7 separate regions of the Mus musculus genome follow, and all the other regions are linked to region 1. A link is a contact called in public promoter capture Hi-C data. All regions are on one chromosome and are shown on one strand. Each heading gives the region's core, a stretch centred on a gene start, on an enhancer-like site or on the middle of the called end of the contact. The rest is flanking DNA. Distances are from core to core; before and after follow the strand shown.

The links. Promoter capture Hi-C pulls out the DNA fragments that hold promoters and counts their contacts. Capture Hi-C pulls out chosen DNA fragments and counts their contacts.
Region 2: a contact with region 1 is called in a promoter capture Hi-C map of embryonic stem cells, with 3 times the contacts expected there. The contact joins the promoter of Brinp2 here to the promoter of Mrps14 in region 1. A contact is called at or near these places in 3 of 39 promoter capture datasets (embryonic stem cells, hippocampal neurons and second pharyngeal arch cranial neural crest) and 1 of 115 datasets of contacts at active chromatin or transcription factors (astrocytes).
Region 3: a promoter capture Hi-C map of hippocampal neurons shows a contact between it and region 1, with 9 times the contacts expected there. The contact joins the enhancer-like site here to the promoter of Mrps14 in region 1. A contact is called at or near these places in 4 of 39 promoter capture datasets (the 3T3-L1 cell line, 3T3-L1-derived adipocytes, hippocampal neurons and 1 more), 11 of 484 Hi-C or Micro-C datasets (cerebral cortex, cortical neurons, embryonic fibroblasts and 4 more) and 1 of 115 datasets of contacts at active chromatin or transcription factors (forebrain).
Region 4: a promoter capture Hi-C map of 3T3-L1-derived adipocytes shows a contact between it and region 1, with 9 times the contacts expected there. The contact joins the enhancer-like site here to the promoter of Mrps14 in region 1. A contact is called at or near these places in 5 of 39 promoter capture datasets (the 3T3-L1 cell line, 3T3-L1-derived adipocytes, embryonic stem cells and 1 more), 16 of 484 Hi-C or Micro-C datasets (B cells, the N1E-115 cell line, adipose-derived mesenchymal stem cells and 10 more) and 3 of 115 datasets of contacts at active chromatin or transcription factors (astrocytes, embryonic forebrain and forebrain).
Region 5: a contact with region 1 is called in a promoter capture Hi-C map of liver, with 2.6 times the contacts expected there. The contact joins the promoter of Pigc here to the promoter of Mrps14 in region 1. A contact is called at or near these places in 3 of 39 promoter capture datasets (the C10 cell line, liver and pre-B cells), 2 of 484 Hi-C or Micro-C datasets (CD4 T cells and CD8 T cells) and 1 of 9 other capture datasets (liver).
Region 6: a contact with region 1 is called in a promoter capture Hi-C map of liver, with 6 times the contacts expected there. The contact joins the promoter of Suco here to the promoter of Mrps14 in region 1. A contact is called at or near these places in 1 of 39 promoter capture datasets (pre-B cells), 2 of 484 Hi-C or Micro-C datasets (olfactory sensory neurons and rod photoreceptor), 1 of 115 datasets of contacts at active chromatin or transcription factors (astrocytes) and 2 of 9 other capture datasets (adipose tissue and liver).
Region 7: a contact with region 1 is called in a promoter capture Hi-C map of 3T3-L1-derived adipocytes, with 4 times the contacts expected there. The contact joins the enhancer-like site here to the promoter of Mrps14 in region 1. A contact is called at or near these places in 4 of 39 promoter capture datasets (the 3T3-L1 cell line, 3T3-L1-derived adipocytes and hippocampal neurons) and 5 of 484 Hi-C or Micro-C datasets (cerebral cortex, cortical neurons, frontal cortex and 1 more).

The regions. Positions count from the first base shown.
Region 1 is chr1:160,193,534-160,196,759 of GRCm38.p6, reverse strand. It overlaps Mrps14 (mitochondrial ribosomal protein S14), which reads right to left and starts at 1,545. Exons shown (of 3, transcript NM_025474.4): 1 at 1,449-1,545. The coding sequence starts at 1,493.
Region 2 is chr1:158,354,295-158,357,810 of GRCm38.p6, reverse strand. It overlaps Brinp2 (bone morphogenic protein/retinoic acid inducible neural-specific 2), which reads left to right and starts at 1,551. Exons shown (of 8, transcript NM_207583.2): 1 at 1,551-2,294.
Region 3 is chr1:158,711,696-158,715,294 of GRCm38.p6, reverse strand. Pappa2 (pappalysin 2) reads left to right here. Exons shown (of 23, transcript NM_001085376.3): 23 at 275-3,562. The coding sequence ends at 349. Among named protein-coding and RNA genes, the nearest start is that of Gm37679, 160 kb to the right of the region's middle. Within about 2 kb of position 1,829, at least 19 of the 459 cell types and tissues checked have an H3K27ac peak or open chromatin away from gene starts, as enhancers often do.
Region 4 is chr1:158,664,706-158,668,408 of GRCm38.p6, reverse strand. Astn1 (astrotactin 1) reads right to left here. Exons shown (of 23, transcript NM_007495.4): 19 at 776-927. Among named protein-coding and RNA genes, the nearest start is that of Gm37679, 110 kb to the right of the region's middle. Within about 2 kb of position 1,773, at least 4 of the 459 cell types and tissues checked have an H3K27ac peak or open chromatin away from gene starts, as enhancers often do. A contact at or near this core is called in 3T3-L1-derived adipocytes, where this site is marked.
Region 5 is chr1:161,967,198-161,970,611 of GRCm38.p6, reverse strand. Pigc (phosphatidylinositol glycan anchor biosynthesis, class C) reads right to left here and starts at 1,424. Exons shown (of 2, transcript NM_001039045.1): 1 at 1,333-1,424; 2 at 1-372. The coding sequence starts at 161. It overlaps 4930558K02Rik (RIKEN cDNA 4930558K02 gene), which reads left to right. Exons shown (of 7, transcript NM_001204904.1): 2 at 2,616-2,701.
Region 6 is chr1:161,874,308-161,878,021 of GRCm38.p6, reverse strand. It overlaps Suco (SUN domain containing ossification factor), which reads left to right and starts at 1,340. Exons shown (of 24, transcript NM_001357402.1): 1 at 1,340-1,711. The coding sequence starts at 1,650.
Region 7 is chr1:158,947,448-158,950,894 of GRCm38.p6, reverse strand. The region is part of intron 2 of Pappa2 (pappalysin 2); the gene reads left to right. Among named protein-coding and RNA genes, the nearest start is that of Pappa2, 9.0 kb to the left of the region's middle. Within about 2 kb of position 1,999, at least 36 of the 459 cell types and tissues checked have an H3K27ac peak or open chromatin away from gene starts, as enhancers often do.

The sequences.
Region 1 (3,226 bases), core at 296-2,795:
ATTGAACTGCACAGGCTTGGTGGCAAGCATTTTACCCACTGAGCCATCTCATGGGGGGAAGACTTAATAGTTTTAGGAAGTAACTTATGGCATTTATTTGTGTGTGCATGTGCATACCTCATGCATACTACAACTCAGGTGGAAATCTGGGGACAATTTGCAGGTGTATTCATTCTTCTTTCTTAAGTCACTGTTACCTTCTCCCACACCCTCAGGTTCTGATGACTTCAGTACCCTTAGTTATAAAATTAGAAGCAATCTGGAGAGAATTTCCAAACTCCCACTACCATACCTGTGCCCCCTCGGCAGTATTTGTACTACACTCTACACCCCTCTCATTGGTTATATGACACCTCTGTCCATTACAGTGGCCATGAACCATGGATACAGCTAATACGCACTGGAACTGTAAGCAGTACAAGTGGGGACATAATTCTTGGTATTAACTCGCTTAAAAGTTTGGTTTTGGTCCAACTGCAAAAGTTAGCATCCCAACTGCGATATATATATATTTTAAGTGTCAGATACACAGACTTTGAAACCTGCTTCCAACAGAAGAATGCAAATGTCACATAAGTCATTCTAATTTTGACTTGTTAGGATAAGGATAGACCTGACTAAAAATATCTATCAAAATTAACCGCACCTCCTTTTTAAACTTCAATATAAATATTAGAAAATATTTAAATTATCCTTGTGGTTTGCATTACAATTCTACTGGACGAAACTGCTATTCATGACTTAACCACATTCCTAAAATCAAAATTCATACACAGACTATATCACCTCTTGCCTGCAAAAAAAAGGCAGATCTCCAGCGATTCTTCCCTATTCTTTATATCAGTGTTCCCCCACTCTAATATACAGATATGACGCAATGTCACAGTAAAGAAAAAACAACCCAGGTCCACCCAGGTCTCCCTCTAGTTGACACCCCTCCCCAACAAAACTATCCAAGACTTCTCCAACGTCCTTTGCTGCTCGTTCCAGTTTCTATCCGCATCATAACACTCCCACTCCTTAACTCTACAGCCAATTCTCGGCCCTTCCTTTAACTAATTCTGCTTTAGCGGAATGGCCTGCTCCCCATTCGAAATTGTCACCACCTGCTTCCAAGCCACCACTGGCTGACAGCTAGTTCCCTACAGTCTCTTTGCATAATCGGAGCCTCTGAGGTCTCAATCATCCGACTCTCCCCTCTCTTCTCCACTCACACTCGGCTCCTTATAACCCGGAGTCATTCTCGCAGCTTTCACATGACGGATCACACCTGAATACCAAGCCCTCGACTGCTGCTCTGGGCTCTCCTAACCTAGCCAGGACGGGAAAGCAGATAGGAGCCTTGGGATCGGTCCTCCGTGCGCATTACAGGTGACAGGGTTACGAGGGACCCACAGGACACGGAAATCAGGGAAGGGGTAGGCTGGCGAGAAAGGCAGGGGCCTGACCTGCCGGAAGGTCCGCAGCAGCGAGCCTAGCACGGACGCCGCCATGTTGTCTGCCCAGCCAGCCAACCACCGCCGCAGTACAACACCGGAAACAGGTTCTGTGGAGGCGGGGCTTATGCCCCAAAGGGCGGGTCCAGGGCAGGATTTAGCCTATAGAGAGGGAGAGGGTAGGTGCGGGATTTGAAATAACTCTCGCGTTATTTCATAGATAAGCAAATCATCCATGCGGACCGCCCACTTAGGCAGTAGGAGAATAGTGAGCCTGCGCGATCTCTCCTGGCCCTTGCTGTTCCTCTGTCCCAGCCCCGCCCAGCCTGCGCCTGTGTTCTGCGCGTTGGCGCCACCCGGCGGAAGCTTGGCAGCATTTGTCACTCATCCTGCAGAACTGGCACTGGTCACATTTCTGCTGTAAAGAAGATGGTAGTGGCCCTGATAGAGTTTCTGCTTGCACGCCAAGGGTTTAAATATGTATTATATTATATATATTATATTTATTTTATTATATTATATCATATCTGTATTAAGGTTGTATAGGTTTTACGTTTTTGTCTCTGTGGGTTGGACGGCGGTAGTGGTGTGTGTGCATGTGCCTGCTGTTTTCCCTTTAGTACAGGGCACTTTCCTGCCATCTTCCTAGCCTGTCTCCTAGATGTGTTGATGGGTGCAGTGAGGAACAGCCCATTGGGCTCTTTACACAGGAAGCTCCCAGGAAGAAGGAGAGTTTTTTTCTTTAAGCGTTACAAGTTAGTGAACATTTCTAATGGGCTAGGGAAACTCTGACTGAAACCATTTGGCAGGATAAGACAACCAGGAGTCCCTGCCATCATACTAAGATCTAAAAAGTCCTAGACCAGCAAGCAGCATCAAACCCTGGTTAAAACTCATTCCCACTCACCCCCACGCCACACACAACATAATTGGGCATCATCTACAGTCATCTCAAGATATGGGTACACGGCAAACTCTTTTATTATGTTTCTGTTGTTTTAAGATGCCTGTTTGTTTTCATCGGGAGTTAGATAGGAAGGGAAGTGGGAAGATCTTGGAGGAGATGAGGGAGGGGAAATATGCTGTATAAAAATATTTCTTTTCAATTAAAAACAGGAAAAGTTTCACTAATGTGTTACAATTTCAGAAAGCCAAACTTCTGGAAGGGGCTTGAAAGTCAGAAAGATATGTTTATAGGCTATAGAGTAAGAAATGAGTTTTAGGGCCGGGCGTGGTGGCACTCGCCTTTAATTCCAGCACTCGGGAGGCAGAGGCAGGTGGATTTCTGAGTTCGAGGACAGCCTGGTCTACAAAGTGAGTTTCAGGACAGCCAGGGCTATACAGAGAAACCCTGTCTCAAAAAAACAACAAAACAAAACAAAAAAGAAATGAGTTTTAGGGCTGGAGGGATGGCTCAGCAGTTAAGAGCACCGGCTGCTCTTCCAGAGGTCCTGAGTTCAAATCCCAACAATCACTCAGTGGCTCACAACCATCCGTAAGGAGATCTTACGCCCTCTTCTGGAGTGTCTGAAGACAGCAACAGTGTACTTACATATAATAAATAAATAAACAAATCTTTTAAAAAGCGAGTTTTATACAATTAAACTATTGCACAGACCCATGAGTTGAATTCCTAAAAGGTCCAGAAAAAAATCAGAAAGATTAAAATTCAATGTGACCGTTTACATTCTCCCTCTATTCTTGAGTGTACTGAGAGACTTTATTTGGAGTCTTCTCACCCTGAGCTTCCATGCACAAGCAGATAGTATATGTTGCTAAACAAGCCAAGA
Region 2 (3,516 bases), core at 302-2,801, 1.8 Mb after region 1:
GGGTGAGATGCAGAGTAGAAAACAAGTAGAGATCAGATATGATGGAAATGGGTGGGGGTTTGTAGATAAGAAGCAGTTTCTAGACTTCCTCACTCTTTCAGAGCATCTGGCTAAAGGGGCACTTTATACCTAACCCCAGATATATCCTTCCTCTGTGTACATCTAACCTCTGCCCTCTGTTTTGTCTACTTCTTTCCAAAACAATCTCCGATGTTGCTCTCAACTCAAGGAAACTAAATGGAGACACTTGTCTCCCTCTCTGCCTATTCTCCTCTATATAGGCCTTCATCATGTGACTCACTGGGAATTCCCCCACATCCCTTGCCACTTTCAACTTATCTTTCTTCAACAACGGCTCTTTCCAAAATTTAGTGTAGTTCGCCAGTTAGTAGGATGCATTTCAGCCTCACACATTTATTAGAACATCAAAAACATATCGTTCACATCCATTCAATTAAAGTTAATATCTTTATTCCTCCTTCTTTCCTTCTTTCCCTCCTTTTCTCCCTCCCTTACCCACTGCCCGGACTTCCCTTTCACAGGCTCAGCAGACAGCACCTGCTTCTCAGAAACAAGGCTTGTCCTGTTCTCCTTTCTCTAGTCTTCCTTTAAAAAATGCGAGTCCCTCTTCCTGACAGCCACTGGAGTGAAAGGAGACACACAGAAGGAAACCATCACAGGCAAAACAATTCTCTTTCTTTTTGGACGCAGGCCATTTCAGAGGTCTCCCCAGAATCCCCAAGTTCTCCTCTTTGCTGTTGTCCCTACAGGTCTGGTGTGGGGCGTGAGGTGTCTCAATTTAGCTGTTCAGCGATTCTCTGCCTGGTCATCTTACCACAGAGCTCCTGTGGTCTTTTGCCTCCCTCTTTACCCCCTCCCTCCCCCCCCCCCGCCCCCGGCCCCGGGGTGTGTGTGTGTGTGTGTGTGTGTGTGTGTGTGAGAGAGAGAGAGAGAGAGAGAGAGAGAGAGAGAGAGAGAGAGAGAGAGCTATTTCTCACTTGGGGGCTCACTTCTAATTAAGTAATTCAGGAGGTTTAAAAAGCACAGAACAACTAAATGAAACCTCAAATTAGAAGGAAAATGGCTCAAATGGGTCCCCATCTCTGGGAGTTCTGGTTAAGCAAGCAAACAAAATGGGCTGGGACGAATGAATATTGTAACTCAGAAGACCAAAGCAAATGTAATTAGTTCCCAGTCTACTTCTTGTTCCTCAGCCTCTGACACGCTCCAATCTCACTCCCAACGCCACACGCAGCCGCGAATTTATCCAATTCTTCCTTATCCTTACTGCGGGGAGGGGGAAAAAGTCGCTGCTGCAAAAAGCTGGGAGGGTTAACAGAGCTGGTACCCCAGCCTGCCAGCTAGCCAAAGGAGATTGCCGGTAGGCCTCAGAACCCGCCTCCTGCCAGGCTTCACAGCCAATGGGAGCCTGTGGTGAGTATGGCGCAGGGTCCTATTGGCTGCCAACCTACGTGCATAAGAAAGAACGAGAGAGGCAGGCAGGGCAGCATTGTTATCTTAAGACACTCATCCGGTGTCTGAGTCTGCAGGTGACACTGGTTAGGTACGGACCGGGAAGCCGGAGTGGGGACGCGCCGGGCTGCAGCTCCAGGATGGAATCCGCCTGCCTGCCGCGCGGCTCGCGGCTCAACCCGCAGCGCCTCCGCTGAGCTCGACGGGTTCCGGAGGACTTGGAAATGCACCTGCCGCGCGCTCCGAGGACACCAGCAGGTCCTCAGGCAGCCGAAGGAGCCCAGACGCCTGAGGAACGATTTCTGTCCATGTACAAGGCACAGATTTCGGATGACAGGGCGGGTGAGTCTCTTTAGAGTTGGAAAAAAAAGAAGGCAAGATCTTGGGTTTCACCTCGGTCGAGGGACAGGGGACTTCTCAGTTGGCTTCCCACTTTCCTCACCTCTCCCACGCCGCGTGCGACCCAGCCTAGTGCTGATCCCACTTCACAGATGCTGTGGGTGCCTGGGATGCTCGCTGCTCCACGGCAAGGCAGCAGGCAAGTGGTCTAAAAGCTGCCGCCGCGGCGGCGGCGGCGACAGCAAAGCCCAGAGCAGGAGAATTTGAAAAGAGACATCCGTTCCCTCTCACAAGCTGAGGGGGTGGCATTTCATATTTCCCCAAAGGAGAAAGAGCCACAAGAAATCATGAAGTAAAAACTTTGGAAGGCTGCCACTGGAGATGTTGCACAAAAATCAGGCGTCTTTTGGGAGTCTCCTCGCAGTCCTTGGTGGTTTGGGGAGCAGCTGATACAGCAAGAAGGACTCTTACAAGGATTCAAGGTAATCGTGCAGGGGTCTGTACCCCTGGGTTTTCTGTATCACCTTTCGTTGTGATTTTCATGAGTCCTCATTCAACCTTCTTGTCTGGTGCCTGGCAATTGCAAGCAAAAGGAATAACTCCCATTCCACCCCGTAGTTTCTGTCAGGTGGAGCTTAGCAGTGGACTTTGGGTTTGAGCTGACTCTGGAATCGCCTCCTGGTGTCGCATGGCTGTCACAGAGCTTGGGCACTCTGCCTGACCTATATTGGTTTTTTTTTTTTTTTTTCTTTTTTTGCCTGGTTTAAGTCCTTAAAGTTAGTGCAACTCCCATTAGCTTTCGAAAATTCATTCGGGCTCCATAATTGCAGAGGATGACAAGGACTTTTGCTTGCCTAGCTGATGCCGGACAGAACTGCACGAGGTTCACTGTGTTTGGGGAGGACCCTAAAGACCTGGTATTCTTTTGTGCAATATAGCTGTATTCACATGGTCATTAAAGCCCTGTGGCATGCTTTAGAGGCCAGTCTATTTCTTCTATGAACATGTAATGAGGGACAAAAATAATTCCTAGGAGTGAATCCCATAGTCTCCTTTGGGTGGTATAACAGAAACCCCAATCGACTGAGTCAATCCTGGTAGTACACTGGAGACACTACAGGGAGAATATTGCTGTGCTGAAGGGAAGGGTCTGTTGAGACTATCTATCAGAGTGTTTTCCCTGTTCATACACAGCTGTGTGTGTGTGTGTGTGTGTGTGTGTGTGTGTGTGTGTGTGTGTGTGTGTGTGTGTGTGTGTGTTCACAGCTGTATGAAGGAAGCTGGCTGCTCACAGAAACACTAAGCATCTCTGCCTAGCCCCTGCTCGGGCCATGATGCCTGGGGTGTCGCTACCCAGTAGGAGGATGAACTTGTACACTGCTGTTCTAGCCCAGAGGAGTTCTCTCTTCACCAAGCAGTCTTTCTTCACGGTACATATTTATCCAGGGTATATAGACTTAAGCCAAATATTAACTAACAATCAACTGGATGCACTGTAATGTGATTGAACAGACCTTTCTGTAAAGAACCATATGTATGCTTTCCCTGTCCTGGGAGCAGGTTGCCCTGAGTAGGAACAAATGTGCTAAGAGAATATCAATTATGAAATAAAATCCGGACCGTATCCAACAGGGCCAGTGATATGTTAGCATAGGCCAATAAGAAGAATTAAACATATACACTGTGAGTTAAGTATTTCTCCCC
Region 3 (3,599 bases), core at 580-3,079, 1.5 Mb after region 1:
ATACCATTCATTTGGTCCAACCACACAGATGTTGTCTGGAGGGTGGTACTGATGTCTTCTTACCTTATAGATGAAGAAAGGAAGAAATGAAGGATTACCTTGCCTATAATGAAGTGGTATATCATAAAAGGAACCAGTGTTAATTCTAGGCCTCTGATGCAAACCCCCACTTTCATACTTCTTGTAGTACCAAGTGAGGAAAATTAAAGCCAGTTGAAAATTGTGAAGCTTGGCCCGAAAACGGATGCTTTCAACTTCCTGTTCACTCCCCTAGGTCATTCCATTTGCTGCTGATTGTGACTTGGATGAATGCACCTGTCGAGACCCCAAGGCAGAAGAAAACCAGTAACTCTAGGAGCAGAGCCCATCTCCTCTGCCCTGGGGGCAGACTAAAAGAGAAGCTCCCGTAGCAGGATGCAAAGGGTGAATGAACAAGATAGGTTCCATGGTGGAAGGAGAGCCTAAAAGAGAGCCTTTAAGAAATGCAAGAAATGTTTGTAGGTGCCAATTAATGCATTAAGTAGTCCAAGTAGGGAGGGATTAGAGGCAATTGTTTCTGTAAAAAGACACTTGGTTAGAAATGGAAGGAGAAATTGACAGACCCCTCCCCCCATCTGTACTCTGCTCTATCCTTCTCTCAATCTCCTCCCCACTCTGCACGCTGTCAGTGGCTCAGCCCCACCCAACATGTAAACCCATATCAAAATATTAGAAGATAAGCTGCCAGGGACTCCGTCAATACCCATTTCAGATGGACTGTCATCTTTCAGGGCTCATCTATTCCAGACTGGCCCTTTGCCTTCCTTTTGTGTGGTCTCTCTCAAATAAGGAGGTTAGCTATTTCTTTATAAGTATTTAAACATAATTATATAAATATATTATATATTATATTTTTTGCTGTTTACTAAGCTACAGATTATCCATTGTTCCACAAATGCTGCTGTGAAGTTCATGTCCAGAGGGATACTGAAGCTTCGAAGACAGAAAGAAAGGTTCCTTTGCCTTCTTCCCATAGATAGGGATTGGCAGGTCGGATGGGGAGAAGAGAGTCGATGGAATTCTGGATGCTAGCCTGTCAGCTGATCATCATTTTATGACCTGGGAGCTGGGCCTACTGAAAGGAGATAGACTTGGCATGCTAAGAGCAAGAGGCATGGAAAGTTACATGGGAACCTATTTGGCAGTAGGTCCAGGAGAAATAGACAATGGTTTCTAAGTATCTACCAAAAGGAGCATACAAACTCTTCTACGCTTCTCAGAACTCTCAGTTGGAGCTGGTAAAGACCAGGGTCTTTTCCACTTCTCCATGTACTTAGTCCAAGTATAGCTGCCAGCCAGCCAACCAACCAGCCAGCCAGCCAGCCAGCCAGCCAGCCAGCCAACCAGCCAGCCAAAAAGTTTGTATGAGGGCTCATTCTGTGAACATCAGGCTTACAGGAACTTACACCCTCTTCATACTTGGCCAGTTGCTGTCTCTCCTTGTTGCAAGTCTCAAGGTCTGGCCAATTGTTCACAGCCACATCACTAACTGTTGATTTTTCTGAGAAAAGAAAATGCTTTGGAGATTTGGAAATGTGGGGGAGGAGATAAGAGATGAAAGAACGGGGAGTTAGAAGAGCGAAAGGCTGTCAGAGAGGTGAAAGGTCAGAGAGGTGAGAGGTCAAGATTAAATGAGGTCTGAGGATAAAAGGATAGAATGAGTGAACAAGCCCCTGATCCAAGTCTCCAAAAGAGGCCAGGGATCCTTCGAGCAAAGAGATAAATCTTATTCAAGTGCAAAATCTGAAGTTTGTGGCCCAGTAAGCAACATGTGGAGCGAGGGTGACACTCTGTGGGGAGAAAGAAGAATTTCAACTATTTAGGGTCCATGCTCTCTTTACCATTTCTTGTTCAATAGCTGTATGGACTATGCACAAAACAGTCACATTAACACTTCTCTGTTTATCCAGACTATTCTCATACTTTTCTATAGGCTCTGTCCTTGGTATGTTTTCTTATAGCAGTTTCTAGATCACACCTAGAAAGAGAGTCAGGACATAGTTTCTTTCCTTTAATGACGGTCTTGTTCTCTTACAGAGACCCTAGTTTTTTCCTCCAGTGGAAACTAAGACCAAGCAAAACTTGGAGTCACTTTTGGTATCTCCAAAACCTCTCCTCCTCTTCCTTCTACTCTTTTGTCATCAAGACTGAAGCAACTAATCTATAGAATGAGAAAGGAAACTTTTTTTTATCATCATAAGCACAATTATCCCTGCTCTATATGAAGAGCAATATTCTGCAGTGACTGGATATGGCAATATACATACAGTTACCTATGAATATGTGGATCATGGACAACAAAGCCATTGAGAAGGGGAAAGGCAGTGTTAGTCTTCTACTCCTAGCAATAAGGTAAACAGTGCTTAAATACTGTTTACTATCTAGGTCACACTTATTACCCTTTGTCAGGAAATACCATTCATATTCTGAATCTCATAAGTTTAATATGGAAAGAAAAATAGAAAAGTTTAGGTTCTCTACTACATATTTCAATTCCTATTTCTGTATCTCATTAAGGTGAGTATGAAAAGACCAATAGAAAAATTTAAATTCTCTACTAAACACACACACACACACACACACACACACACACACACACTGTTTCCTTAGAGAACATTCAAATTCCTGGATGTGTGTCAACTTTTGCCTTAGGAAAATCCTGACAGAGACAGAGCAATAGTTACCTTGGGCACAACTTAGTGCACAGAGACTGCCATTCCCAAGAGCACTCATGGGCACAGACTACCCACCAGTATCTGTCCATGCTCAGTCTCCTCATTAAGTCCACTAAGACTAACAGAGACCCCATGCTTCACTTTAAGATACTTTGTTCTTTTTGGCAACATTCACCCTGCCCTGGGAAGGCAAGAGGACAGTTTCTGGGGTGTGTGTAAAGCTCCCCAGGCTGAAGGCCATTTAGCCATCATCAGCCAGAGACAGAGACGGGAGTCTTATCTAGACTTTGTCCCTTGGCTCCAGTATTTGAAGAAACTTAAGTCCCTAATAAAGAAAATGATCAGAGATCCTAGGAACAAGTCATGTTTGCCCCCAGGTGGTTGTATTCAGTTCTCCTTAGACATCCATAATGTCATCCAGGGCCCTCCACAGAGGCTCCTCTGCCTGTTTCTTTATTACAAAGTTACCTGTCTATTTCTAGTTCCTGGTAACCACAGTTTTGAGATCAACATGGCCCAAAGGTGGCTGGCTTCAATAGTAGCATGGCAGCCTTCAATCACAGATACAGAAAAGAGATCAGCAGGGGCAAAGAGCAGATCTGGGCAAATAAGGCAGCGAGTAGAGTCTTCTTGGTTCTTTTCTTTCCTTTCCAACATTTAAGGCCTTAGTCTTTGACACATCATCTATTCTGTGTGATCACCATTGAGTGTGTCAGTTAGCACCCAAGGGGACAGTTTGATGGCAAACACAGTGAAAGGGGCTGATCTACTGTATTGTAATGTAAAACAGCTACATCCAGTTATTTTATAAGATTATAAAACGTTCATTAAAAAATCAGCACATAAAATATGAAGTGTGTTTGGTGTCTTATTCTTTGTTTCAAT
Region 4 (3,703 bases), core at 524-3,023, 1.5 Mb after region 1:
TCTGTGCAATTTTAGATGAAACACCTTGGCATTGACAAGAACACTTGTGATGCAGGTCCCTGAACCCTAACACACCTTAGCACTTCTGTACATACCAAGAAAAGCACCTCAGAAACAGCAATGGACAGCTCTCCAGGCTCCAAAGATGTTTCTCGAAGCCTCATTACCAGGCTCAATAGGAGCTCTTAGATTATGGGCATCCTCATCCCCAAAGCAGACCATATTGATGTGAAAAACTTAAGATTATTGATGTTGGCTTTTCTCTATGTGTTGGTAGTTAGTAAGGCATGGGACTTTTATTTCTGTGGGTTATTTCTAAGGCTTCCCTTTTCTCTCAGGACTTGACAAAAGTCAGTTTGCTTTAGGACAAGCCATGGATCAAGAGCATCTGTTTGCACATGCCTTTGCCTAGAGGGGGTTATTAGCAAAGGAATTTTTGTTTTTTCTGTAATCATGGCAGTGGTTAGCAGAGAATTGTTTCTTAATTGTGGGCTAGGATAACTAGTGTACTATGTTGTTGTTGCTTGTAAGTGTGCCTAGAGGCAATGAAATAGACACCTCTTTTATAAATAAAAGAAAAGCAAAAAGCAAAACAAGACTTTGTCAGATGCTCACCCTGCAAAAACTCTTAAGTGGACAAGATGGCCGCTGCCTGAAAGAGACAACAGTTGCTACTATTCCATGCTTCTCCGGGATGCCCTGCAACACTGGGGACTTGAAACAGTGCCACACGGAAGGGCATTCTTTTCTTTTCCTACTTTTGGAATATGCTCACCCGTCTCTACTTTGGAGTGGTCCATCCGGTCAGTGACTTTCTCTTGCCGGATCAGGTAGTCTACAATCTGCACCCCAATTGGCGGCTCTGAATGTTCCCACTCCAGGACCACGAGGTTACTGCTGGGCTCGTGTACTGTGGAAAGTCTCAGCCTGAGTGGAGAAAAGAAGAGACATGAACTGGGAACTCAGCTGGGACCTATGTCACCACCTCAACTTTGACATTTCAAACTCTTCTTCCAAATAATAACTCTAGTCTCTCTGAGGACATGTCTCTCTCACTAGATACTAAGGTCTCCAGAGACCTAGGAAGTTTATGTTTAGATCTTGTAAATGAATAAATAAGTGATGGTGTAAAGATCAGTGAAGGTCTACCTGGTACATGTGTTTGGGGATTGGGCTTTATTGATAGGTCTTTTTTATATAGTTTGAAATATAATTTCTGGATTTTTCTCTTGAGGAAGACTAAGCAAATATTGTGTACAATGTCTACCTCAAAGCCCATTGAATGTGGCATCCAAGAGAATATTGCATTAATAAAAGCACAGTTGGTTTAAATTCCATAACCATCAGGACCTGGCAAGCCCTCTTTGCCCCGCCTCTTGTTCTGCTATGTCTCCCTCTCCAGATCATCTGCTGATGGAACGTCAGAACAGGCTCAGCTCAAAAGTAACACTGAGAGAGTTGGCTATGTGGTCACATGCCACACTCTTCTGGGGGGTGATACCCTGTGTCTGCTGCTCAGGACCTGATGATGTCAGTTTCTATCTCTTTGGAGGCCTATGAACCCTCGCTCCTATTTCAGTCCCTATTTGTTTTTTTCTTTACAGTTCTTAGTCTCTCACTGTTTTCAAGTTTGCCTTTGCCTTGTACATTGCTTTGCCTTGCTACTTTATACCTCTCTGCACATTATAGAGACTGAGTACCCAGTACTGATGTTCACTGGGGTGGATCTCCTGACAGCCCAAGTGTTTTCAATTTGCTTCCTTGTCCTGACTTCTCATATGTGGTTCATGTTTCCTTCTTGCTTCCAATTCTTCGTTTCTCTCCAGACCACTAGACTATGGGGGTTTTCCCAGTTTCTGCTCACTGTAGCCTTGGTTGTTCACAATATCCCTAGCATTAACCCACATCTCTGTCCTTCCTTTTTCTACATTAAAAGTGTCTGCAACCCTCACCTTCTACCCAGCTCACAGGTGCCCCTTAAAATCCAAAGGACAAGACATCAGAGCTGAATCACACCAAGGGCCCTGCAATGTCCAGCTTCCACTCAGCAGGTATGTTCATAGTGGTTACACACATGATACAACTTTAACATGAAATCAAGGGATGGTGTTTGGGGAATAAGAAGCAGTTCAACTAGTAGGAAAATAATTAAAACCACACGGTCATCTGCTAGCAGCTACTATGAAAGAGTGCATAGTTTTCATATGACATTAGGGTGGAATAGATCCAAAACAGTGCGGATATTGACAAATTCATTAATTAGAGTCATATGCAGAATGCTATTTTGAAGGGGAAAAAAACCATTAGGACGCTTAAGTTAGTAGCTAAGCTTTCTGAGAACTCAGATTCTGTGAAAATAGGAACTAAGGCCAGCCCCTACTGAGAAACAGAAGTGTGTATGATTTACATGGACTTATGAAAAAGTAGAGTACATTTCTATTTCTAACTACCAATTAAAGTGCAAAAAAGAAAATTAAGGTCTATTACTGAAAGAAGTGATCAGAGCGGAGAAGAAAAGTGCAGTTTTAATAGTTTATACTTATAGTTCTGGGATGTTTTATATTTTAATTGTATACCTCTCATGGACAATCTCTCGCTCACCTTTCAGTTATTGTATTTGGTTAATATATGTCTAGAAATGAAATCAGCCTTGGGACATCAGGGCTGGATCTTGTGTCCCTCTGTTTGACAGTTCCCATGTTACCTTTTTACACTAACTTTCATATCTGCTGAATCTAACAGTATTTGATTCTCTTAGTGGTTCCTTTTCTACTAAATGAATATATATATATATATATATATATATATATATATATATATATATATATATAATTAGGAACTTATTTTTATTTTGATTCAGATATCCAAGTTACAACTACAAAGAGCAAGAAATCAATGACTAGAATATTTCTAGGCACCTAAAAAAGGAAATAAATTGGCTTGCAGTGATGGTCTGTTAGTAATGTTTCCCTCTTTTTCCTTCAATTCTATCTCTTCAGCATCTACCTCTGCCTGCAGACAGGTCAGAGGGCAGCCTCCACCTGCGGATTCCTTCGTACAGTCCACTCTTCTGTACAATTAGCCCTCTAACTCCTACAGGGCTTGATTCTCATTTTGGGCCTTCCAGGCCTTATGAAAGCATGGGGTCATGTCCCACCACCTTGTCCTACTGACGTTATTGCACAGATATAACACTTTGTGCCTTAACCCCTGTGGAAGGCACCTTACTATAGGATAACCTGAATTCCTACATTGGGTCCTGGTCTCTCCTCTTGGCCAGTTCTGTTTAACCTCCTCATGAGTGATTAAGAATTTGGACAGGCTCATTCTCAGCCATATCTGCAGCTCCTCATGCGTCCCTTCAATACAGACATCCCCTCATGTCCACCCCAGGCCTCCACTCTTCACAATGTGTGTTCTTCCAGAGCATCCTTGCTCCAGCAATGACCCCATCTACTATTTTTCTGAGATTAATTGAACTCTTGTTATCTCTATTTTTATTTTTATGTTTTTCACAGAGCTCTACCTGTCCCTTTTCCTACTGAACATCTACACAATTATCCCTCCATAGTTTATGGGCAAGCCCAAGTGGGGCCTCTTCCTTCTCTTCAACTCTGCCTACCTCCTGATGGGTTCCTTCTCAACTCTAGTTTATCCCCATAGTTAACAGTCACCACGACCTGCTGGTTTTAACCCAAAATCA
Region 5 (3,414 bases), core at 175-2,674, 1.8 Mb before region 1:
TCAAATACCACAGCCCAGTACTGGTACTTCCGGGCATAGATGTTTTTCCGGAGTTCTTCCAGGAACCTCTGGTCAACATAGTTATCAGGGAACGGCTGCCGCTCATATAAAACCTTCTGCCACTTGACTTCTGGGGTGTCTGTTACACGTTGAGCACACATTATCTCATTCTTTCCTCAAATCCAGGTTGGCTCAATCTCCCTCAGGGACGTCCATGGGGTTCTGGTTCTTGATAAATCTGTAGATTAAGAACTCTCTGGAAATGCCATGCTGATACCCTACAGAACTTTCCTTGTTTACAAAGCCTTCAGTACAAGCTGAGCCTGCATTAGATGAGTTTGTCCTGAGGGTCAGGACAACACAGCTAAATTCCTAGAAGAGAGAACTGTAAATATATGGAAGCTGGCATCAGATACAATAAAAAACAACTTGGCTTACTGAAAGCCTAGATAAATTGTGTCTGGTGACATAATGCGGCATTAAGCCTTCACATTTTAAAGTGTAGTCTTAATAATTGATATCTGCATCTAACTCAGAATGTTAAATGTCTTATGCACCTTCTTTAACTGTCACAGCCTTACAAGTTAATACCAGTTATGAGTTTACCTAATAAGACATCTGAGTTTCAAAACAGTAGAGTATTTAGGTCCCAGGCTAACAGCGTGGAGCCAGACCTCCTACAAAAGTCTAGTGTCAAAGTCTCTGCTTCTGGTCGTCCTTCTCTAAGCCAGTCTTAACTTGGGCATTCATACACTCTAAGGTTTATACTATTTTTGCATGATTATATTTGCAACTTACGCAAATTTATAGGGACAGAATCCATCCATAGCCGTTACTAGGTCCCCAAAGGTATCTGAATAAGTTATCGGTCGAATGACAATAACCTGCACCGTACAAAAGGGCATGATCTCTCTATAGTTTTAGCCCAAACCAAGAACTCAAATCTTTTTTGTTCATTAGCTGAACTTACTATCCTTTAAAGTGCTATATCATCCTAATTAACTGAAACAGCAAAACTCTAGCGCAGGATCAAGAAAACAATCATCCCAGTCGTAAACACAGAGGTCATTCAGCAAATTCGAGAAAGAACTTCCTGCCGGACCGTCTGTATTTTTCGTGGAGGCTAGGATAGACCTTTGCTTTAAAAGCCGTACACCCTGGAGTCGGCCCTCACGCACTGGGACCTCGGGATTTGAAAGGTCCCCGTCACCGGGCGGCGAAGGGTCTTGGGCTACCACTCACCCAACCGGCCTGCCCCGCCCGCCGCTGCCGACCCCCGCCCCAGCCTTGGATCAGCCGGAAGCGCTCACAGCGAAGGACGCCGGAACCCACCTGCACCAAGCTCTTTAGGGGGGTGCACGACCGAGAAGAGCGGCCGCCTAGCTACTTCTACATCCGGGACGCCGGCTTGGAAGGGGACTACTGTGGAGGAGCACTTCCGGATCCGCAGCACTCGGCGGCCAAAGCGTCCCGCCCCGAGACTCCACACCGCGAGGTCACTGCTGCCCTCTACTGATTGCTCCTCTCCTGGCAATCTGCTCCTAGTGGAATGCTAAGCCTGGGAAGCAAATCCCTCAGTGGGAATTACTTCACAGGGTGTGGAAGGCAGGAGAAGGCAGGAAGAGTCGCGGGGCTGGTGGAAGACTGGTAACTGCAAGGTTACCATGACATGTGTTGACAGGCTCTCAGCCAAGGGACTTTCCATGCATCCAAACCCTCCTCCTATAGGTGCCAAACCAGGCTTCTGGTATTCACCAAAAAAAAAAAAAAAAAAAAAAAAAAAAAAAAAAAAGGGGGGGGGAGTCGGGGAGATCCCAGATCTCACATAGCATCCTGTGCGTTGACTTGCACAGAGACGATGCGATCATTAGTTTGTTTTTGACCAAAGTCAGGCAGCTGGTTAGTAATTGCAAGTAGATCAGAAATATCCAAATGTGGATGGCTCCAAAGCTGGATCCTTTCCTAGACTTTGCCACCTAAAAGAGATGAGGGTGGAGAGCCTTTGGGACGAGAGATTGCTGATTTTCAACTGGGGTCTTGGAAGTGTCACAGGATTTATAAATAGATGGAAGCTCGAAGAATTTAAAATATAGAGACTGTTAAATAGTGTGGACACAGAGGCAGAAAGCATGAACCCATTTATTCATATTCACACTATCTGGGCTTTGAATTCTTTGTCTGTAAAAGAAAGAAGGCGCTTATTTGTTCTTGGCCACCTTATGGAATGGTTGGAGGACTCTCGTGTTAAAATAGTTTGCAATGTATTGATTGCTGTGTGGTTGCTGTTAGCTTACTTTGCTTATTGTAATACCAGCACTGGTCAAGTATTTTAACTTTTTTTTAATATTTTGTTTTTAATTATGTCTACATATGTGCTCCTGACTCCAGGTGTCTGTGGAGGTCAGAAGAAGGTGCTAGGTCCCCTGCCGCTATAGTTACAGGCAGTCATGAGCTGGCTTGTGGGTGCTGTCAACTAAACCTGGCTTTTCTCCAAGAGGAAGGAGTGCTGTTAGCCACCAAGGCATCTCTCTGGCCCTGTGACTCCCTTTAAGATTTAGTCTTCGGAAGTGTGATAAACTCTGCAACCTGATCTCTTTCCATTTCTCTCTCTGTAGGCTTTTGTTCCAAAGTTTGACAAGATTCCTTGGCTGAGTGAGGCCAGCCTGGTAAACAAACCATTGATCCTGAGCATCCCCAGAAGGTAACTTCCCAGCTTCTGAGGACAGAGCCTTCGAGGCAGAGCTCAGTGGTTGTACTCTTAAGGTGGAGAGGTGCATGTGCCCTGTTGAGAAACCAAGTCGAATGCAAAAAAAAGAAAAAGAAAAAGAAAAAAGAAAGAAACGCCCTGGGTTTCTCAGACAAAGGTTATGCTATGTAAAGGCCTGGCTAGAAGAAATGAGAGCCGCCATAACCTTCATTTCTGCGTGTACTATTCAACCACAGACACTGTAACTCAAAACACTTCCATAGTTTCCCCCCACCCCGCTTCAATTTCTAGTCTTCGAATTCTAATTATCAATAACCTAGAACTATAACACGCCATCTTTATAGAGTAGCAATAGCTGTATTTCACGTGGGGCCTCCTCCAGTTTCATGGGTCGCTCATGCCCTCACAAAGCCAATAGATAACACATTTCTGATTTTGAAAACTGAGGATTTATATGTATGGGGCATTTCAGCTTCTACTTAAAATAATTAAGTTCTTCATTCAACACCTCCCCGCCCCTTACAGTTAAGTTGTCCCTGGGTGTGGTGATAAATCTCTGAGAGAAATGTAGGTTGTGAGATGATGGCGGGAAATAAGGAATCGGGGATGAGCAAGGACGGTGCAGAGGCAGTTCCATAGGCTTGTCTTAGACTGGAAATGGTTGCTAGAGAGAGCACAGGCTCAAAGAGTTTCTTTTCCTGTTGATA
Region 6 (3,714 bases), core at 91-2,590, 1.7 Mb before region 1:
GGAAAGTGGAGGAGGCAAGGAGAGCCAGGAGACCAGGAGATCAAGAGGCCAGGAGGGTAAAGGGCAGACCAAAAGGGCCAGGTAACCAAAATGGCTGGATTATATAGGGAAGGGTGCATGAGGGAATGGCTGCCCAGCCCCTGGGCTGGAGAAGTTTGGAGTAGGGGCTGATGAGAAGAATCCTGCAACTAACTGGTAGAGACTGAAGAATGCTGGGAGAACGTGGCAGCCAGTTCTGCTTTGATATGTTAAATAGGCACACGGGAGACTTAGAGGAAGGAACTGCTATACTAAGAGGCCAAAAGTCTAGTCTCTTCCAACTGCTGTCTTTCAGGATCAGTAAGCTACTTGAAGAGATGTCTGGCAGTAGCCACAAAGCATTCTGAGATTGCACACCAACGCTCCCTAAGTAGGATTCTGGGCCTCAGCTTTTTACAGATTTTGGGGTCTCCATCTGTGAACACCACTTCTTTTTTTTTTTCTTGTTCACAGCAAGTATGTGTAGGAGTTCGCTTTCTCTGCTTCCAGACGCCGAGAGTCCGTAGTGTCTTTTCTGCCTTGCAGCAGCAAACCCACAGCCCGAAATTAAAAGAACAAAAAAGAACACTAAAGCTCTATCTTAGGAATCTGGCGGGCAGGTAGGAATTCTCACTTAGGTGAAAGAAAAGCTCAGTCCTTCCCAGCCAATCATGTGAGAGGAAACGTTGACACGCCTCTTTCTACCTTCCAATCATCATCTACCTCAGTAAGCCCGACCCACTGCCGGTAAACCGACTTTTAAATTGCATTAGCATGCTTTCTCCTGACCCTCTCCAGTCATTCCAGGCCGTTCCATGACTGTGCTCCAAGGAAGAATTATAGACTTAACAATGACAAATGACAAAGCTAGTCAGTCTGAAGGTGAGAAGTGAAAGTGTAAAACTCGAGAACCAAACCCGCGAGTTCTACGGAGGAAAAAAAAAAAAGGCGGGTTCGGGCAGGAGGACTACAAGCCCCAGATACCCGTGCGCGGAGGCGGCGCGTGCCAGCGAGAGTGGGCAGGCCATTGAAAGGCGGAAGACCGAGGGTTACAGGACTTCCTGTTCGAGCGCCAGCGAGTGGGTGGGACCTGCGCAGGTTGGGCGGCGGTTGTGGCGTTTTGGAGCTTTGTCAGCGGAGGGGGCGTGGCCCGCGCTGTGACTTGTGGAGCGCGAGCCGAGAGGGACGTGGGTGACGCGTCTCCTTCCACCCAGCTCAGTGGAGTGCGAGGTGCGCTGGCCCGGCCGGGGATTGGCTGCTGAGAGGCGAGTACGCGGCGGCCGTTGGTCGCCGGCAGCACGGAGCGAGGGCCCGGGCGGGCGGGGCGGGGATGGGGAGGCAGTGGCGGCGAAGGCCGGAGGAGGCGGGCGCGGGCGAGCGGGCAGACAGAGCGGCGGCGGCGGCAGTCTCCCGAGCGCTCCTGTGAAGCGTCCCTATTCCCGTTGCCGTGGGCCTCTCGGGGAGGCCATCCGGGACGCGAGCCGCTGCGGAACCGCTCCCCAAGCCCCACTGCTCTTCGGACTCTCGGTCCCATCCTCGCGTTTCTGCTCCGGCTCCTCCATCTTGGCCTCGACAGTGGCTGCTGTGGGGAGGATGTGCCGCCTCCTGGCAGGGGGAAGAAGGAGGAGAAGATGAAGAAGTACCGGCGGGCCTTGGCCCTGGTCTCCTGCCTCTCTCTCTGCTCTCTAGTCTGGTGAGTAAGGGGCCGGCCTCTGGGGACTTCCCGTGGGGATGAAAGAGGGAGTAGGTCGGGTCACACCCCCAAATCATCTCGGCTTTTTGGGTTGCTTGGTGCTCCTGCTCCTAAGCCAGGGACACAGCGGCCACCCAGCTCTTCCTCTTGTGGTTTACGAGTTGTGTTTTGGAATTTGCAGAGTTCCAGCAGGGAGAGAAGGGGATATTGGGGATCACTTTTTGCCTTTGTACTCGGGTACCCCATCACCGCAGTTAGGGCAGTTTGGGTAGTGTTCAGAAAGCTAGTGAGTGAGTTACTCAGTTTTGCTGTCAGTTCATTTGCTTTCGTTATGAGGTAAGGGCAGGGGCGAGTCAGGTGTGATGTGTTCCGGACCTGTGATTTTGAAAACGTGAGTCGTCATGAGGGTAAGAGTAATGTCTAAACTGTTGTTCTTCTGGTCAGGTCTTGCACAATCTTGACCAATAGTACTTTTGGGGCTGCTCCTTGAAACCCTGCGGCGTGGGGCGGGCGGGATCCCTGATGAAGCCCTTTTTCGGTTAGCCTGGTGGGAGAGGATTATCACAGATGTGGAGTCAGCCATAGTTTTGGGGCATGTTCTTTGGCACTAGAAAGGAAACGGTTTTTGCGACCCGCTCTGTCCCTTTCTCTGAAGTTCTATGGAGTTCAAGTTAATTTCAAGCACATCTCTGGATGTCCAGGAGCAGACATAGCTTATGAACCAAAGGATTGCTAAAGGTGTACTTGGAAAAGCCATTCTTTCTGAAGGAATTCCCAAAGAGCCTTGAGACTTGGTGACTGAAAGTGATGGCCTTTGTGTTAAAGAGATTTTGCTTCTTATACTAAAATCTAAACACACTTTCTTATTTACCTTATGTCTTCAAAGCGCCAGTAATAATTCCCTTTTTTTTATGGGTGTAATGGAATCCAGAGGTGCTCAAGTTGTAGAGTTGTTGCTCACATAGAATAATATATTAATATGGGCTCAAGAAAACACTTGTCTGAGAAAATCTGACTGGAAAGACTGTATTTCTTGTCATTCTGAATCCTTTAAATACTCCTTAAGAGAAACTGGTACCTGAAACCAGTGTAGGATTAGGTAGCAATTTCTTAGAGTTGGTGAGCTTCTCTTACTAGCCTTTTCTCCCCTCATTCAGAAATTATCTCCAGATTTTGTTACCCACTTCTCTTTTGTAGATTGAGTATTCTATGTTCATATAATAATCAGTTCTAGGGTCTACCCAGGACTTACTCTATTACTATTACTGCAGTTTAGTTTGATCTTATACTGTCATAGTTGATAGATTGTGTGTGATACAGCCTTCTGCCTTTTCTCTTTTCCTGCCTAGAGTGCTATAGATTTACCTTAACAGAAAACCAAAATGCATCCTATCTATTCATTCTGGTTGCTATTTTTTTCTTTTGCACACTGCTAATCACAATTCTTGGTTAAGTAGTACAGTGTATTCTAGGTGTAATTGTAGTGTAGCTACAGAAGAACAGTGATAGCTAATATTTATTGTTATCTGTACCAAGCATGTGGCATGTGTACGTTTTAGCATCTTTGTCAGCAAGGTCCTCTTAGGTAGATATTATTAGTTGAATTCTGTATTTTACAGATGAATAAATAGAGAGGCTAAAGTTATGCTTGCAACAGAGTAACATGGCTAAGCAGCTACTGCATTCTAAAATTTAGATTTGAACCTAAGCAGCTTGTAATACAGGCTCCTCACTACAGTGGTCCTCTGACTGACTATAGGTTAAATAAGGCCTGTGTTTTTAGACAGATACAGTACCATCACTTACTAGATATGTGTACTTGGACATGCTATATAATTCCTTTGAACTTTAGTTTTTAGAGCCTCAGTATGATAAAATTGATCCATTCATACCAAAGTTATTAGAAGCAAATGAGATAACACATGCACTTTGTAAAACAGTAAGAGCATGCTGTCTTTCATTATAAAAGCATTCAAAGGTGTTTTTCTTATGTTTACTGTGTA
Region 7 (3,447 bases), core at 750-3,249, 1.2 Mb after region 1:
AAACTATGCTGTTGCTGCCTACTGTGTGCCTGAAGAGCATCCGAGGGAAACTGTTGCTCACAAGGTTGCCCACCTGCCTTCCCTAGGAGCACCCTTTCTCTTACGTGTCTCATGAGAGCCAAAGTTTGAATTATTTACTCACACAACTCTAGAGCAAGGGCTCGCCTATTATGGCCTGTGAGCCGCATCACCCCCAGAGCTGCTTCTGTAAATGAAGTTTGATCTGGCACACCACACTCATTTGATTATGTGCTCTCTGTGGCTGCTTCCATGGTGAATGAGAGAGTTTAGTGGTTGTGACAGAGACTGTATAGCCCGAGAAGCCTAAAATCTGTATGGGTCTGGCCCTTCATCGCTGAATGGCAAAGTGCGCCACGAGCTGCTCTAGAGAGGTGCTTCTCATGCTCCAGTGTGCACAGAGGTCATCTGGGGCACACCCAGCAGCAGATTCGAAGAGAGTGTGTTTTGCAGGGATTTAACACAGGGCGTTCATTGGCTATGGACACCACTGTCAAAGACTATGTTTGGATGGAGATCACCTCTCCCTGAAGTGGCCAGGATAAAGGGAGACCTAACATGGCCGGTTCTGGCTCAGGTATCATCAAAAGTCTTCCAGACTATGCTTTGACTGCTTCTTTCTTTTCTCTTTCTCCCAGGGTCAGGTTAATATCATGGGGTGATAGCTCTCCCAGCCCTTTCCTAACTCTTTCCATATTTTTGCTCAGAGTTTCTTTCATTGAATAAAATCTTTCCTATTTAACCCTACTCTGGGCATCTGCTCTTATACCACTCTGTTACCCAAATGAGGATTTGTATTCCGTTTTTCTGGAGACACGTGGGACGGCATGTGTAACAAGCTGCTCAGCTTAGATGCTGCTGCTGCTGCTGCTGCTGCTGCTGCTGCTGCTGCTGCTGCTGCTGCTGCTGCTGCCATGGCTGCCGCTGCATGTGCACCATCGCACACTTACAGGACTCCAGATTTATAAGCATAGGACAGTGTGTGACAGATTTTTTTTTTTCTGCAAAAGAACAGATGCTAAGTAGTTCAGGCTTTGTAGGCCATATAGAGCTCATGATGCAACTCCTAAACTCTGCTGTTAGTATGTGCACATTGCCACAGTTGATGCACGACCACATTGGTAGGCTGTGTTCCAATAAAACTTTATCAAAGCAAGTGTCATGCTGGGCTTTGCTCCTCGGTAATTGTTTGCAGAGCTTCGGTGTCGAGTGTTCATCCTGAAGGCCATGCTTCCTCTACCATTCTTCTGGCCTTGTTTCTTCATTCCACATGATCCACAAAAATCCATGCTTATCTATAGTGCTCTACCAGATAAGCTCTAAGCAACAGGTTTCTGGGGAACGCTAAGCCACTTTAGCGGGACATTAGATTCTGAAGCATCACAAAAGAGAGAAAGCAGGAAGATGTAGTTCATGTGGCTCCCTTAGAGTACAATGATGTTTTCAGGGTTTTGTGCTAGCTGGGCACTTGAACCTGGTCTGGTCAAGGCTCAGCATCTGACTCACAGCTTTCTACCTGAGACTCTGAAATCATCTAGTAGCCTAGTGTGGGTTGGAGGCAGATGGATTTCCTCTGAGAACTACGGTAGGGTGATCATCCCATTCACTGCACTTCTGCCTTAGTACCTGATGCGTGCTATTGCCTAACCTTGTTGAGGGAAAGAGCTCTCGTAGGCTCTGTTTGGTCTCAGACAGGCATCACGGCAATCGAGCCTTCTGGATTCAGGTGGCATTGGAGTAGCCTCAGTCCTCTGTGAGGCATGATCTCTCCCAGGCCTCAAGGATGAGATGAAAACTCCAGAGAACTTTGGATGTCGGTCCTAGCATGGAGCACAGGTTGCTAGGAGTAACAGAGTCAGAGCTGTGAAAAGTAGGAATCAGCTCTGGCAAATGCAACTATTTGCCTGTAACCAGCAACACTTCATTCTTTCTCACCCCTGCCTTCTCCCTCATGCACCTTTCCTTGTTCCTCTGGGGCTGGCCATCTGATTCATTCAGGATGTGCATGCCAGGAGGTCTGGCTCCATCTCTTTCCTGTTTTAGTTCAGGCCTTGCAGAGACCAAATAAATACCTTATTCGATCCACATTTAGGGAGAGGAGGAAGAGGAGGAGGAAGGGGGAAGGAGGACGAGGAGGAGGGGGGAAGGAGGAGGAGGAGGAAGGGCAAAGGGGGAAGGAGGAGGAGGAGGAAGGGGGAAGGAGGAGGAGGACGGAGAGGAGAAGGAGGGTGCAGCAACACCTTCACTTGGATCCCGAGCCCATACACCCTGCATGTTCAGGAGCTTGAGTTCCTGATGTCACAAATAAGTACATAAATCTCATGATTCTGCCCTTGAGGCCCTGGAGCTAGGTTACTCCGGGGCCTTGTCAAATCTGTTTCTGTTCACCTCACATACACCCTCACCCTGTACCTTCCAGAGAGCATATTTCTTTGCCAAATATGTGTCCCTCAAAACAACAACATTCTTCACTTCCCGTGTTTACTACCTGCTTTAAAACAATCTTACTTAAAAAAAGAAGAAGAAGAAGGAGGAAAGAAAACAGTTAGGAAGTAAAATTCAGGGCAAACAGGAACCGTTTTCTCTATGACTCAGAAGTGAGTGATGGGGTAAAGTGGTTCTTCTCAGACATACAATATAGCAACTGCTTGCAAAGCTTCAGAGCATTTGGAAGTTGAAGCATTGCCATGACAACCAGTTGGGAGAGCAAGGTCAGTAGTTGTGACTCATGTCTAGTTGGGAAGTCCAGGCAACTGATTCTAGGTGAAATCAACGAGCTTTAACACTGATTGGACACTCCACCCTTAGCCAACAACTGTACACTTTCCTCTTTTATTCAAGAACTTTCTGTACATCTGAAGCAGATTATGAAAGTAGTTTGGTATTATACATGCTCATTCATTCATTCATCCATTCATTTGTTCAACATTTATTGAGCATCTATTAGGCAAAGTACCAGATATTATTACCCGTTCTAGAGAGTTAAGAATAAGTAAGAGCGGTGCCTACAAGATGCTCACAGTCTGGTGACAGGCTTTTTATAAATGTTAATTTTAACATTTATAAATTTTAACATTTATACATGTTAATTTTAATTTAAATCTATACTGTAATTTAATATGGCGCTGCATTTCTTTATCCTAACTAGTTCCCCAACAATGACACAGACCAAGATTTATTTTAAAGCTTCACTTCAATACCTGGGCACTCTATCTTAATCCCCATAATAATGGCACATAGGGTCTTCCACTCTCCAGCCAAACTCTATAAACTCCTTCCTCTTCTTCCCGAAGGCTCAATCTTCCCCTTCACCCACCCCCCTCCCTCCACCCCCACCCCCTTTCCCTGCCTGGTGGAAGTCCCGCCCTATTCTCTCTTCTGCCCAGCCATTGGGTGATCAGCTTTTATTGGCAAGGAAGAGAATAAATG